2 separate regions of the Pan troglodytes genome follow, and region 1 is linked to region 2. Evidence: chromatin contacts called from public Hi-C data. All regions are on one chromosome and are shown on one strand. The core of a region is the stretch at or near the end of the contact, and the rest is flanking DNA. Distances in the headings are between cores, read along the strand shown. Region 1 holds the start of HAPLN1 (hyaluronan and proteoglycan link protein 1). Region 2 has its middle 660 kb from the start of EDIL3.

Region 1 (6,936 bases), core at 3,938-6,437, 1.3 Mb before region 2:
AAATCTAGACTTAGCATAAACATAATTTGAATATTATTTAATTTAATTGGATATTATAGTAATTGGAATTTAGTAACCAATAGAGTAAATTGTGTTCTTTTTGGATGTTAGATTGGGCAGAAGGGAAAATTTCTGTTGTCTTGAACAGATTGAGAACCAGCCCTTTAACTTTAGTAAGTTTTCCAAGTCATTTTTACTCTGAATTTTTCTTTTTGTTTTGTAAATAGTCTCCTGGTCTTGTAGCAATACCCTGATCTCAGATATCACCCCTGTTAAGCCGTAAAACAATCAGTGGAGTCTCAAAATAGTCAGCAACATTTGATACTTAAATTCTGGCTATCTCTGAGACACATAGCTAAAAACTCTTAATAACAGCTATCTCCTTCCATGTCTCTATCAGTGGGAGAAGTTATTACGTGGAGCAAAGGCAATATAACTATAAGCATCAGACCATTTCAGAGAGCTTGGCTGGTTTTCTCTTGTAGAGTTTGTTCTTGTCTAGTATCCTTAAGTCATCCGAAATCATTAAAACTTCTTGTAACATGGCAGAAAACTTTAAAAGAAGGCTGGGGATGGTAGCTCATGCCTGTAATCCCAGTACTTTGGGAGGCCGAGGCGGGTGGATCACCTGAGGTCAGGAGTTCGAGACCAACCTGGCCAACATGGTGAAACCCTGTCTCTACTAAAAATACAAAAATTAGCCGGGCATGGTGACACATGCTTGTAGTCCCAGCTACTCGAGAGGCTGAGGCAGGGGAATCGCTTGAACCTGGGGAGTGGTGGTTGCAGTGAGCTGAGATCACGCCATTGTACTCCAGCCTGGGTGACAGAGCAAGACTCCATCTCAAGGAAAAAAAACCAAAAACTAGAAAAGTTATGATTAAACTTCTACTTTAAGGACCTCTGACTTTTAGGCAGTCTCTCACTAGCTCTCTCACTAGAATGAGTATGCAATTCATTCTAAATCACAAGGATGATCCAATGAAATTATTAACAGAATGTGTTTTTTTCCTGGTAGATAATGATCTATTGGAAATAAAGATTAAGATAATCTGCTTTATTTTATATAATTGATGATGCTAATTCCAAACAGTACCTCCAATCAACACAGGTTATAATTTTGTGATATTAATGAAAAACAACTTAATGAGCGGGTCTCCTTCTTTCACTGTGTAGGTTTCCCTGCCATACAAAAACCAAACTCTTCCAAAGAGGAAACTTCCATTCCACAACAGCAGGCCTAACTCTATTTTTGGATTACACCTACAAAGCTCCCCAAGTAACAAATTCATCATTTTTTTCTACTGAGGCATTTTACCTTCCTATATGAATTTCACAACTTGTATTGATTAATGATGATTGTCCTGATCACTGTTGCAATTGTCACATAACTTGCAAAGAGCCAGTTGGAGTAATAATTCGTATATCTTTTAAAGAAAAGGTTTTTAAAGCTCTCAGTGCAATACTCAAATGGACTAATCTTCTATGGTATCTTAATGCTTCCCTCAAGTGGTGGTTTTCCATGTAATTGTTTTTGTCTAGAATTTTTTTTCTATTAGATCAACTTCATGGAAGCCAGGTTCCTGCTTCAAAACTCCAAGTGAACAAGTATAGATGAAATTGTTTTACATGCTAATTATTAGTGTTTGAGAGCAATATTTTATAAAATAGACCTCATTACTCAAAAACAACTTGTACTACTATCCTTTCCAATTTAATAAAAAAAATCAAAGAATATGAAACAAAATGTGCAGCTCTGTGGTAACCTTTTAAGCTAGTAGTTATTTTCCCAACTAAATTCAGTAACATTAAACCTTACAGAAATTTATTTCTATTTCAGGAACAGTGATTTAAGATGGTCAAACTCTTTCCACCAGTCCTTGAACAATTCCATGACCTGTCTGTCTAAAACAAATCCTATATTAGAAGTGAGTTGCAGTTATTAAGCTATATCCTTGTGGAGGCAGAAAGTTAATGGTAAAGTATCCAATAAAGAGTAAAGTGATCTTAAATACAACCACTAGGGATTTCATAAACTGTTTAGTTGTACCTTAATTTTTAACTTATATAAACATCACTTGCTTTATTTTCTACCCTGAGCACCTATCCCAATGTCTGGCGTGTAGTTAATGTTCAACAAACGTCAACCGAGGGAGTCAGAGTATTTTAAGAAGCCGGTGAGAAAGCCTTCTTTGACTTATCCACTAGGTGGCACACAGGGACCATGCTTCACACAGTTAACCACCACAGACCCTCCCATTCACAGTGTAAATAAAGAGATGCATTATTAATTTATACCACCTCGTCCTCTCTACTCCTAATAATTGTTTAACCAGCTGTTTCCTCTAATCCTCCTTAAACACTATTGATTAAAATCCTAAGTATATTCAGGTTTCCATCCTTTCCTACTTCTTCCAACAGCATTTTGTTACCTTTAAATGACAGGCTAAGTACACTTAAATGACATAGACTAAGTACTATGGTTACTAATCATGGCTGCAGGATGTCAGAAAATTAATTTGAAGCACTATCAAAATTATTTTCAAATTTGCCTGGTATTTCGTCAGAATTTTAACTGGTGAGAGATCATTATCTTAAAAATGCAATCTGAAAAATAAAATGTGCATGGGGCAAAAAGAAATGAAAAAGAAAACTAGTATTTTCTAAGGAAGGGAGTCATTTTCTGAATATAACTTTTGTTCATCTTTACAAAGATGAAGTGCATTGCTATCTTAAGATTCAAAGGACTTCTTCAACTGTTCAGAAAATACCAATATTCCACACCTAAGATGCTAAAAGGCAGGATTGTTTAGTAGACCATTTACTCATAAAGTATCTTTCTGCGTACTCTGAATGTATTTATCCTGGATGTGTTACTTGCTCCCAAAGGAAGGAAAAGGAAGTGAAACCACTAGGGATATAATGAATTGATTCTTCTCTGTGAAAGTCTCTTCAGTACTTCTAAATTACAGTGTCAGTCATTCCTCTGAGAGACAGGGCCTTGCTGAAAATAAATGGCTCATTTTATAAATAAGTACATAATGTTTCCCCACCTTCTTGTTTCTCATAGAAAGCCCAGGCCCATCAGGCATTCCTGTCGAGAATACTGGCCTCTGGGTACATTCCTCCTGTAGACCAGTGGTCTGTTGAGGTTGTTGGTTATCTCTTGTTCATTTAATTAGCCTTAAGTAAAATTACTTCTTATCTAGTTCTGTTTTTAAGCTGTTTCCAATTTAGTGGAAGAGGTCATCAACAAAAATATAAATTCATTTCTTAGCTGAAACAATTAAATTTTTTAAAATGGGTGGTATAAAAGTGACTAAAGACTAAAGCTAATATCTGAAGAGTCCTTTGGTATACATTATATTTTACTGAATGGAAGGGAAACTTTCATTTTTGTAAGTAAATGGAATTTGTTAACTGATATAAGAATTATGAATCATATCACATTAAAAATTCTCCAAAGATAACTACTATGATATATTTTTGATAGAACAATATTCCCATTCCATTAAAATACTGAAATGACTGAAATGTGTGTAAAATCTCTGCAAATTTAGTACACAGAAATAATCACATAGAAATAGTTACCAGAAACTACAATTGTAATGAATAAATAGTACATTCATTTAGAAATCAATTCACAGCCTTAATTTCTTAAGAACTATTAGCTTCCAAGAAGCCAGCCAGTATGTTTGATTTTATGACATCACACTGGAACATGTACAGGAACACTTTCCACCCTAAAAATTCCCAAATGTACTGGCCACTGTGTGTATTTTTCCAGTGATAAATGAAAATAAAGCAACTTATTCTCAAATTAATAAGCCATCTTATTTTGAACACAACAGTCACATTCAATGGAAGAAAACTACTTAATCAAAGCCCAAACAAGTTAAGGTTTGTTTTTGGTGGGGAACAGTCTCAACATACAAATAATTTCTTTAAGCAACTTTTAACAGTAATCTTAACTATGACTATAAATTCTCTTCAGTGCATTCAAATTATCCATCAACATCATTGTATATATGAAATGCATCATCATTCTATGATCTTAATTTCATAATTAGCTGGAGAAGGAAGCCTGGGCCAAAAATGGCAACATTTCTAAGATTATTAATCTAACAGGTATTACCTATGCCTAAAGTAACTTTCTTTTTCACATAACCCTATATATTCTCTGAAACAAAATTCATAAGCCTGGCTGGACATTCCCATTCCTCACCTTTCCCTTCAGCCTATACTATCCTTGTTTCATCTCAGGTGCTATAAAAATGGTTGTTGAGATACAGATAGAAAAGTCACCACTTGGAAACCATGACCCTACCAGATTTACAGTAGCACTAGCAGAAGCTAGGATACTAGAGTTAATTCTTTCTCCATTTTTAGACTGAGCCTGTTTATTGTAGTGAAATATTTTATCCGACAATATGAAACTTTTTTAAAAGTTGAGGTGCCATATTAAATTCAAATGAAAACTAAATTCAAAAGAAAAGAATAAAATTTGTTTAATGTATATATACATTGCATGTGTATTGCCCTCTGAAATCTTAAAGGCACAAAGGTATAACCAAAAGAGGGGGAAACAATTTGCAAGTTTTACCTTGTCCTGAAATCCAGGAGTTCGGATGCTCTCAAGTTCTGCTTAAGTTGGAAGCTGGAGATCAAGTGAAGCTAGCGCTCTTTCTCCTCACCTTAAGTTTGTCTCTGGGCGAGTGTGAGTGTGTGTGTGTGTGTGTGTGTGTGTGTGTGTGTGTGTGTGAGTGTGTGTGCAGAATGTCTCTTTGTGGCGCTGGATGGCAGAGGTCCTGATCCTGGGAAGAAGGAGGCACTTTCTCACCAAGAGCAGAAGAAAAGCAAAGCGTCACCAGGAAAGTTCTCCTCCCAAATCCCCTAATTACAGCCTAACGTGCACTTCATGCAAACTTCAGGGAGGAAGGGAGGGGCAGCTCTGTGCCCAGACCTTGTAAAGCAGCAGCCTCTTAGATGACTTTCCCCTCTGCTCAGATCCCGAGTATCCCGCTCTGGGGTTTAGGAAAGCCGGCCGCTACAGCCACACAAGCCCCCACCACACCACACCTCCCGAACCCGAACCCTCATCAGTCCTGGGTCTGTGCAGAAGGGATGGGACAAGGGGTCTGTGGAATGATCTGCGGGGCAGCGGTGTGAGCAGACTCCTCAGGACAGTCAGTTTGCGCTTTGTTTTATTAGCCTCTGCTTAAAAGAAAAATCCAAGGGTCGGAGAGGTCCTCTCTTTCCCGCCTTCCCCTCCCCAAAGGAGATCAAGGATAACAGACAATGATGATAGCGGCACATAAAGCTTCTTAAACTGGAGATGGCCTTCCACCCAAATCACCAGAAGCATATTTTCTGGTTTACTGGACTCAGTATTGGTGTTGAGTTTAAATTTCTCTTAACAAACAACTGCTATTGTATCCTTGGATGACAGAGCTCAAAGAACCTGGATTTATTTATAGAACGAGGAATGCGAGGGGGAGACGGGATGGGTGGGGTTGGGTTGTGGATCCATATCCAGGATTAGAACCAGATGGGCACAGGGCGCGCGCGCGCACACACACACACACACACCCCTGAAATAACCACTGGGGAAGATGCTGGGACACGCGGGAAAACGCCTCCTGAACAAATAGACATTTATTTATAACTTCTGGGAGAGTATATAGGTCCATTGATTCCCGCCTTGAGTAACCAAGGGTTTTGGAGAGGAAATGGCTTCATATTTCAATAACAGAGCCACCTTTGATGGAGTCTAGGAAGGGGAAAAAAGAAACACACCGCAGGAAGCAAACGGCTGTTGGAGCAGCCGGGAGGAGGGAGCGGGGCTGGCCCTGGGACTGAGGACAAGCAAACAAGCCCGAGGGGCCCGCGGCCAGGGTGGAGGCGAGACGCAGGCCGTCCCCGAGTTGCAGCGAGCAGGGCCCGGTGCCGTGGGGCGCTGGGGACGTGCGGGGATTCGCGGCCGTGCTCCCGGCTCCAACCTCCGGCCCCGGCGGGGCGGCGCGGGCGGGACTGCGGGCTTCTTAAGGCCGCCGCCGCCGCCGCTCGGGCTGTGGCGCGGGTGGGGGAGAGGGTTCCGTGGGCCGTAGGGACTGAGGGAGTCGTAAGTCGATGAGCTAGTGGGGCAGGAGGATGGGCGGGTCCAGGTCGTCCTGGAGGTGCAGGTGGGACGGGAGGACCTGAGGGGCAGCCAAGCTGCTGGGGAAGCCGCCGGGACAGGGGCTCTGGCCGACAGTGCAGGTGGCCGGTGTGCAGATGAGCCAGCGCGCGGGGTGCGGCCGCCGGGATGCCCGATCCGAGTCGCGCGGGTGGCGGCGAGCGGCGCTATTGTCTTAAAGATAAAGCCTAAGCCACGGGGACTGCCTCCTCCTGGACTCTGGAGAGAGGCGGGAGAGATTGCAGGGGAAAAAAGGCTTCTTCCCGCGTCTTCTGAGAGATTTCACCAGTTCTTGCCTCTGGGCTCCCCCTTGCCATTCTGTCTTTGGTAAATCAACACGTGCCTCTTGGAAAGGTTTCATTTCAAAGACAAACGGAACACTCACACACCCTCCCTAAATGAAGATAGTTATATTCAAAATGAATTCTTCATCAGGCGTTCAACACCTTTCTTGGAATTCCAAAACCTGGGTGAGGGCGCTTCTCTTATTTTTCTGTTTCCCCTCCCGCACAGGGAACAGGTTTTGCAGTTTTATGTCCCTAATCTAGTGGCTATTGAGGCAGCTGTTATACAGGCCTCTACATTAACTGCCAATAAAAATAAGATACATCTCGGCTTTTCAACTATGCAAAGGGTTTTTATGCTATTCATATTTCTTGTAAACGTTCAGGGTGGTGTGTATTTTAAAGAACATAAACGAATTAGACTTATAAACAAATATCCAATTTTTATATTAAGGCACCATAAAGGTGGTGAGGCTG
Region 2 (6,532 bases), core at 1,421-3,920:
ATAATATGATGGTGGCTATGGGTTTGTCATAGACGCGTCTTATTATTTTGAGGTGTGTTCCTTCAATGCCTAGTTTGCTGGGGGGTTTTAACATGAAACAATATTGAATTTTGTCAAAAGCCTTTTCTGAATCTATTGAGATGATCATGTAGTTTTTGTTTTTGTTCTGTTTATGTGGTGAATCACATTCATTGATGTACATATGTTGAGCTAACTTTGCATCCCAGAAGTGTAGCATACTTGATTGTTGTGGATTAACCTTTTGACGTGCTGCAGGATTCAGTTTGCTTGCATGTTGCTAAGTATTTTTCATCTATGTTCATCACAGATATTAGCCTGATATTTTTTTCTTTGTGTTTCTGCCAGGTCTTGGTACCAGAATGATGTTGGCCTCATAGAATGAGTTAGCGGGGGAGTCCCTCCTCCTTGAAATTTTGGAATAGATTTAGATGGATGGCTACCAGCTTTTGTTTATATGTCTGGTAGAATTCAGCTGTGAATCCATATGATACAGATTTTTTTCCTCTTGGTAGGTTTTAAATCACTGATTCAATTTTGTAACTCTTTATTGTTTTTTTCAATTGCTTCCTGGTTCAATCTTTGAAGGTTGTAAGTTCCCAAGAAATTATCCATTTCTTCTATTTTCTAATTTGTGTGTATGGAGTTGTCTTTTTCTCCTTTCAGTTTTTATCTTTTTGCCCCATGCCTTTTTGTAATTCTGTAGTTAGGTGCAGCCACACATAAGACATTATGTTCTTTTGGTGAATTAACACCTTTATGTGATGATTAACACCTAATTGGTATGAATTATCACTCATTACTCCTGATATTATTCCATTTTATAATAAAGTTCTATTCAACTCCTTCATTATTATTATTAATTATTATTATTTTTTGCCTCTTGAAATTTTACTTCTTTTACTAGTAATTTTTAAAAGGAGTTTTATTTTATTATTTTCAAGATAGCAAATTAGAGGCTTTTAGCATGCCTCAGCCACTTGGAAATAGCAAGATAGTGCATAAGCGTCTACTCCGTGAGCTTTAGTTCAAAAAGGAAAATGGGAATCCACCAGAAGCTTGATATGCACCCCAGATTGTGGGAAAGAGAATGCCAGCAAACGGCCCCCGTGATGGTGTCTGGCTGATAAAAATGAATGAGGCTTAGTATACAAGAGAAGCACAAAGCCTCCCTCTTGGACTCACCTTTCCATGGGGAATCCCATGGATCACACTGTTTCTCACAAGCCCTGGAAATAACTTGGAGAAAGGCTTAGATATGCTGTGGAGGAAAGATGCTGAGGAAAGCTGTAGATATTTTCAAGACCCAGGAATGAAAGCAGGACACCATATTCAGCCATTCTTTAGTGACCACACAGGCATTTTAGTCTCATGACAAAGTTTGGAGTATCGGATCTGGAGCAGGATAAAAGCCTACACAGCAAAAATTGTGGAAGCACCTTAGCAGTAGAAATCATGCTCTCCCCTGTCACAAGCCTGGAGCAAGAAGGGAGGAGCCATAGTTGCAGTTTCTCCTGAGCAATGAGACTTGCAACCAAGGTCAGATTTGTGACCAGCAATCTGTCTTCACATGCTATTGCTCGGTGACCCAGCCTGCTCACCTAAGATTGTGGTGCAGTGGGACCCCTTAGGCAGAAATCCAAGCATTTGGAACATCCACTTTCCTGGACTGGCAGCCAAAACCACCCCACTCTTACTGGAAATAGATCATTGTGCAGCAGGGCTCTCTCTGTTCCACAAGTAGGCAGATCTCCAGGCATTTGGAACACTCACTCACATGGATCAGTGGAATGACCCATGCCACCCTTCCTGTGTAGAGATCTTAGTGCAGGGAGGCCCTCTCTGCTTCACACTCAGGCAGATCTCCAGACAATTGTAGGACCTGCTGTGCTAGATCTACACTTTGAGTCACCTATCTTTCCAGGACATAGATCACGGTGCAGCAAGCCCTTCTCTACTCCACTCCCAGGCATATCCCCAGGCATTCAGAGGACCAGGTCAGCCAGCAAACTGAGCCACGCAACTCTTCCTGTTCAGAGATCCTGGTGTGAGGTTGAGGCTGGGGAGGCGGCTCTCTGCTGTACTCCCAGGCAGATCTCCAGGCATTCAGAGTATCTGCTTGCCTAGTTCAGCAGCCTGAGTTGCCCTACTCTTCCTATGTGGTCATCTTGTGGCAGATCTCCACTCTATGCCCAGGCAGATCTCCAGGCACTCAGAGCACCTGCTTGCCTGGAACAGAAGCCTGAGCAATCCTACCCTTCCTGTGTAGAGATCCTGGTGAAGGAGAATTCTGTCTGCTTAATACCCAAGCAAATCTCCAGGCATCTAGAGCCCCCACCCTCTTGGATTAGGAGTTTAGGCCACCCTTCATCCCCATGCAGGGAACTTGAGGCCAAAGTGGTTTCCCAGCTCCATGCTACACACATCTCTTGGTGCCTTGTGGCCACCCACTATATTCTCCCATGGTGGTGCTTGTGTCTGCCATGTGGGGACCTGTACACAGACCTATTCAATCAGGCCCACCCATTTGGTCTGCCTCCTCAGGGTTGAACAGGGTGCTTAGACCACCATGCACTTTATGAATCAGCCCATTGCCTGAGGCAACAGAAAGCTTCTCCCAGTAAACAAGGATCAAGTACGTACCCAGCTGCATTGGCTACATCTAGCTCTTGCCTATAAGCACCACCTACTGGTTTATATGTTAAACTTCACAGCCCAGTATAAAACCTGCTGACAAAAGTTCATAGGGCTATAGAAGCAAAGTGTAATAAAAAGATTCTATGCAACATTCTCTACAGTCACACCTCCTGGAGGTGGGGGGGACACAAGGGGAAATAAAATAATAATAATAATATAGAGAAAGGAAACAAGAAAAAAATCTACCTGCATGAAAATAATTACACACACACAAAATAGAAGTGCCAGTATCTCCAGGTGAGAAGGAACCAGCAGAATTCTGGCTCCATGAAAAATATTAATGTAGTGACCCCATCAAAGGATTGCACTACCTTTCCAGCAATGATCCCTAACCAAAATGAAAACAAAAAAAATTATAGAGAAAGAATTGAAAGCATGGATTTCAAGGAAGCTCAATGAGATCTGGGACAAGGTTGACAGTCATGAAAAAATAACGTCTAAAGCAATCCAGGAAATTATGGAAAAGATAAAAATTTTTTAAAAGATCAATCAGAGCTTCTAAATTGAAAGAATGACATAAGGAATTTCAAAATGCAATCAAAAGCTTAATCAATAAAATGGACCAAGTAGAAGAAAGAATTTCAGAGATTGAAGACTGTCTTTCAGACTAACTCAGTCAGACAAAAATAAAGAAAAAAGAATTTACAAATTGAACAAACTCTTTGATAGATATGGGATTATGAAAAGTTACCACATCTATGAGTAATTGTCATCTCTAACAGAGAAGGGGAAAAATGCAACAACCTGGAAAACATATTTGAGGGAGTAATTAAAGAAAATTTCTCTAATCCTGCTGTTGAGTTAGGCATCCAGATACAAGAAATCCGGAGAACACCTCAAAGACTTTATACAAAGCAAACATCATAAAGGTATATAGTCATCAAACTGCCCAAGGTCAATGTTAGAAAAATTAAAAATCTTAAATGTGGCTTGAGAAAAAAGTCAGATCATGTATGAAATTAACTGTATCAGGCTAACAGCAAATTTCTCAGCAAAAGACTTTTGCTGAGAGATTGGGCATTTTCAAAGAAAAGACATTTTCTTTATCAGCATTCTTAAAGAAAAGAAACTCCAGCCAATAATTTCATATCACAACAAACTAAGCTTCATAAGAAAAGAAGAATTAAAATCTTTTCCAGACAAGCAAGCACTAAGGGAATTCACTACCACTAGGCCAGCCTTACAGGAGATCCTTAAGGGAGTTCTAAACATGGAGATGAAAATACAATGCCTGCTACCACAAAACCACAGTTACATAGCCCACAGACTCTGTAAAGCAACCATACAATAGAAACTACAGAGTAACCAACTAACAACTTCATGATAGAATCACAACCTTACATATTAATATTAACCTTGAATGTAAATGGTCTATACACCCCATGTAAAAGGCACAGAGTGGCAAGTAAGAATTAACACAGAAACAGAAAAGCATATACCACATGTTCTCACTTACAAGTAGAAGCTAAACGTTAGGTACTCATGGACATAAAGGTGGCAACAATAGAAACTGGGTACTAGTAGAGATGGGAAGAGGGAGGTGGGCAATGTTTGAAAAACTTGGGCGACAGCCTCATTTGTGCCCCAAACTTCAGCATTATGCAATACTCCCAGATAACAAACTTGCACATGTATCTCCTGAATCTAAAATAAAAGTTAAAATAAAGGATGTTTTGCAGTTAAATATCTATATATATATCATATGTATAGAGCTCTATTCATCTGATACTAAACGTATTGTATTAACATTTTTCTCCATCCTTTTAGTTTTATACTATCTATGTTTTCATACTTAAAGTGGCTTTCTTATAAATATTATATAGATGATTCTTGCTTTGTAACTTTTTAAATAGATCTGACAATTTCTGTTTTGTAACTGATGTTTGTTGATGCATAAAGAGATTATTGATATGATTAGATTATAACTTGCCATCCTGCATTTTCCCATTTATTTCTATTTTCGCCCTTTTATTTCTGCCTTCTCTTGCATTAATTGAGCCTTTTAAATAATTCTATTTCATCTCTTTCACTTATTATTTATATAGTTTTTAAAATCTTAAGTGGTAGCCTTTGGTGATACAATGTAATGTATATTTTTAATAAATCTGAGTACACATTTAAATAATTAAATACTGCTATATATGCAGTTTAAATACTATATAGCCATATAATGTCAATTTTTTCTTTCCTCCTTTGTTCTATTCTGTTTAGCTTTTTACTTTTACAAATGCTATGCACATACCATACTTTTCTATATTTTTGCTTAAGATAGTCAATTATCTTTGCAACAGAAAGGCAATAAGAAAATATTAAAATTTACCAATCCTATTTATTATATTTTCAGTGTTTATCATTTCTTTGTATAGATCCAAGTCCTAAACTGCTATCATATTCTTTGTGATTAAATATTTTTTAAAATTTCTTACAGAGTTTATCTAGTGTCGACAATATCCTTAAGCTTTTGCTTGAGAAATTCTGTTTTTCATCTTTATTTTGAAAAGATATTTTCACTGTGTATGGAATTCGAGTTTTTCTTTTCTTTTCCTTTTTCCTCATTACATTAGAGGTGTCACTGCACTATTATTTACCTTATGTGATCTAGACACAAAGTCTCCTCTGATTCTTATGTGTGATCATTAAAATTTAATGTTTCTGTTTTTCTCTAACTGCCTTAATGATTTTTGTGTTATCTCATATTTTCAGTAGTTGAAATATAATTACATTTTTGTTCTTATTATTTTGTTTTGTTTTATATTTTTTATTCTGCATGATATTCTCTGAATTGCGTAGAACTACAAATTTTCCTATTATTAATTTTGGAAAAATATCAAAGTATCTTCAAATATTTCTTTGTCTAGTTTTTTTTTCTCTTTTCTTTTTGGGGGTATAATTACACTTGTGATACAAGATTCGATATTGTTCCCCAAATTTTTGATACTCTGCTTTTGTAACTTTTTATCTATTTATACTTATTTTTAGGTAATTTCTATAGACCTATGTTTAAGCTTACATATTCATTTCTTCTCTGTGCTAAGTCTACTGATAAAGCCATCAAAAGCATCTTCATTTCTGTTGCTGTTTTATTTATCCCTTCATTTCCATGTGATAATTCCTTGCGGTTTCAAAATAATATTCATTTTTACTCTATGTTTTATCTTAAAAGTCACTTTACACTACAGAATATATTTAATAAGTCCCCCACACTCCTCAAAAAAGACTGTAATGACAATTTGTGTCTCAATCCTCTGAACTGAAGTTTCTCATAGAAAACTGTTTCATGCTTACTGAGGATTCACCAAATAAACTTTGGTTTGATCATTATTTTTCATCTTTTCAGTGTTTAAATATTCTAGAATAACTCTGTCATTTTCAGTTTTTAAATAGTCATATCCCTACTTTTCAATAGAGGTAACAGTCTTGTGTAGATTCCCAAAAATAGACGAGGGAAAGAGCGCTGTGGAGGCACGTCCGTCACTCCAAGAAGGAGCTAAGCTCTACAACCACAGGAAGAGAGGAGTCACAACAAAGCTGATCTGGCATGTTGTATAATTTTAGCATGTTTTTCATACTAATAATAGTTATTCTGAATTCCCTGTCTGACAATTCCAACATCTGTGTCCTATTTGTTTCTTGTTTTGATTACTTTGTCTCTTACGACTGTGCTTTTTCATGACTTCTTACATCTTGTAATTTTTTATGTTAAAATTTAGTCATTTTGTATGAACAGTGGAAATTGAGGTAAACAGTTTTTATTTTTGGAAATAAACATGGCTTTGTTAGGCATTTAGTGTAGGGAGATGTTTGAGTTCATCTAATT

The links. Hi-C and Micro-C count contacts between places; a contact is called where the count stands out from the background.
Region 1: a contact with region 2 is called in a Hi-C map of induced pluripotent stem cells, with 3 times the contacts expected there. The contact joins the promoter of HAPLN1 here to the enhancer-like site in region 2. A contact is called at or near these places in 3 of 7 Hi-C or Micro-C datasets (induced pluripotent stem cells and stem cell-derived neural progenitor cells) and 1 of 1 datasets of contacts at active chromatin or transcription factors (stem cell-derived excitatory neurons).

The regions. Positions count from the first base shown.
Region 1 is chr4:32,329,795-32,336,730 of NHGRI_mPanTro3-v2.0_pri, reverse strand. It overlaps HAPLN1 (hyaluronan and proteoglycan link protein 1), which reads right to left and starts at 5,187. Exons shown (of 5, transcript XM_001147083.7): 1 at 4,604-5,187. It overlaps LOC104006390 (a long non-coding RNA gene), which reads left to right. Exons shown (of 5, transcript XR_008547929.2): 5 at 1,841-1,977.
Region 2 is chr4:31,000,534-31,007,065 of NHGRI_mPanTro3-v2.0_pri, reverse strand. No RefSeq gene overlaps it. Among named protein-coding and RNA genes, the nearest start is that of EDIL3, 660 kb to the left of the region's middle. Within about 2 kb of position 2,670, at least 2 of the 24 cell types and tissues checked have an H3K27ac peak or open chromatin away from gene starts, as enhancers often do. A contact at or near this core is called in induced pluripotent stem cells, where this site is marked.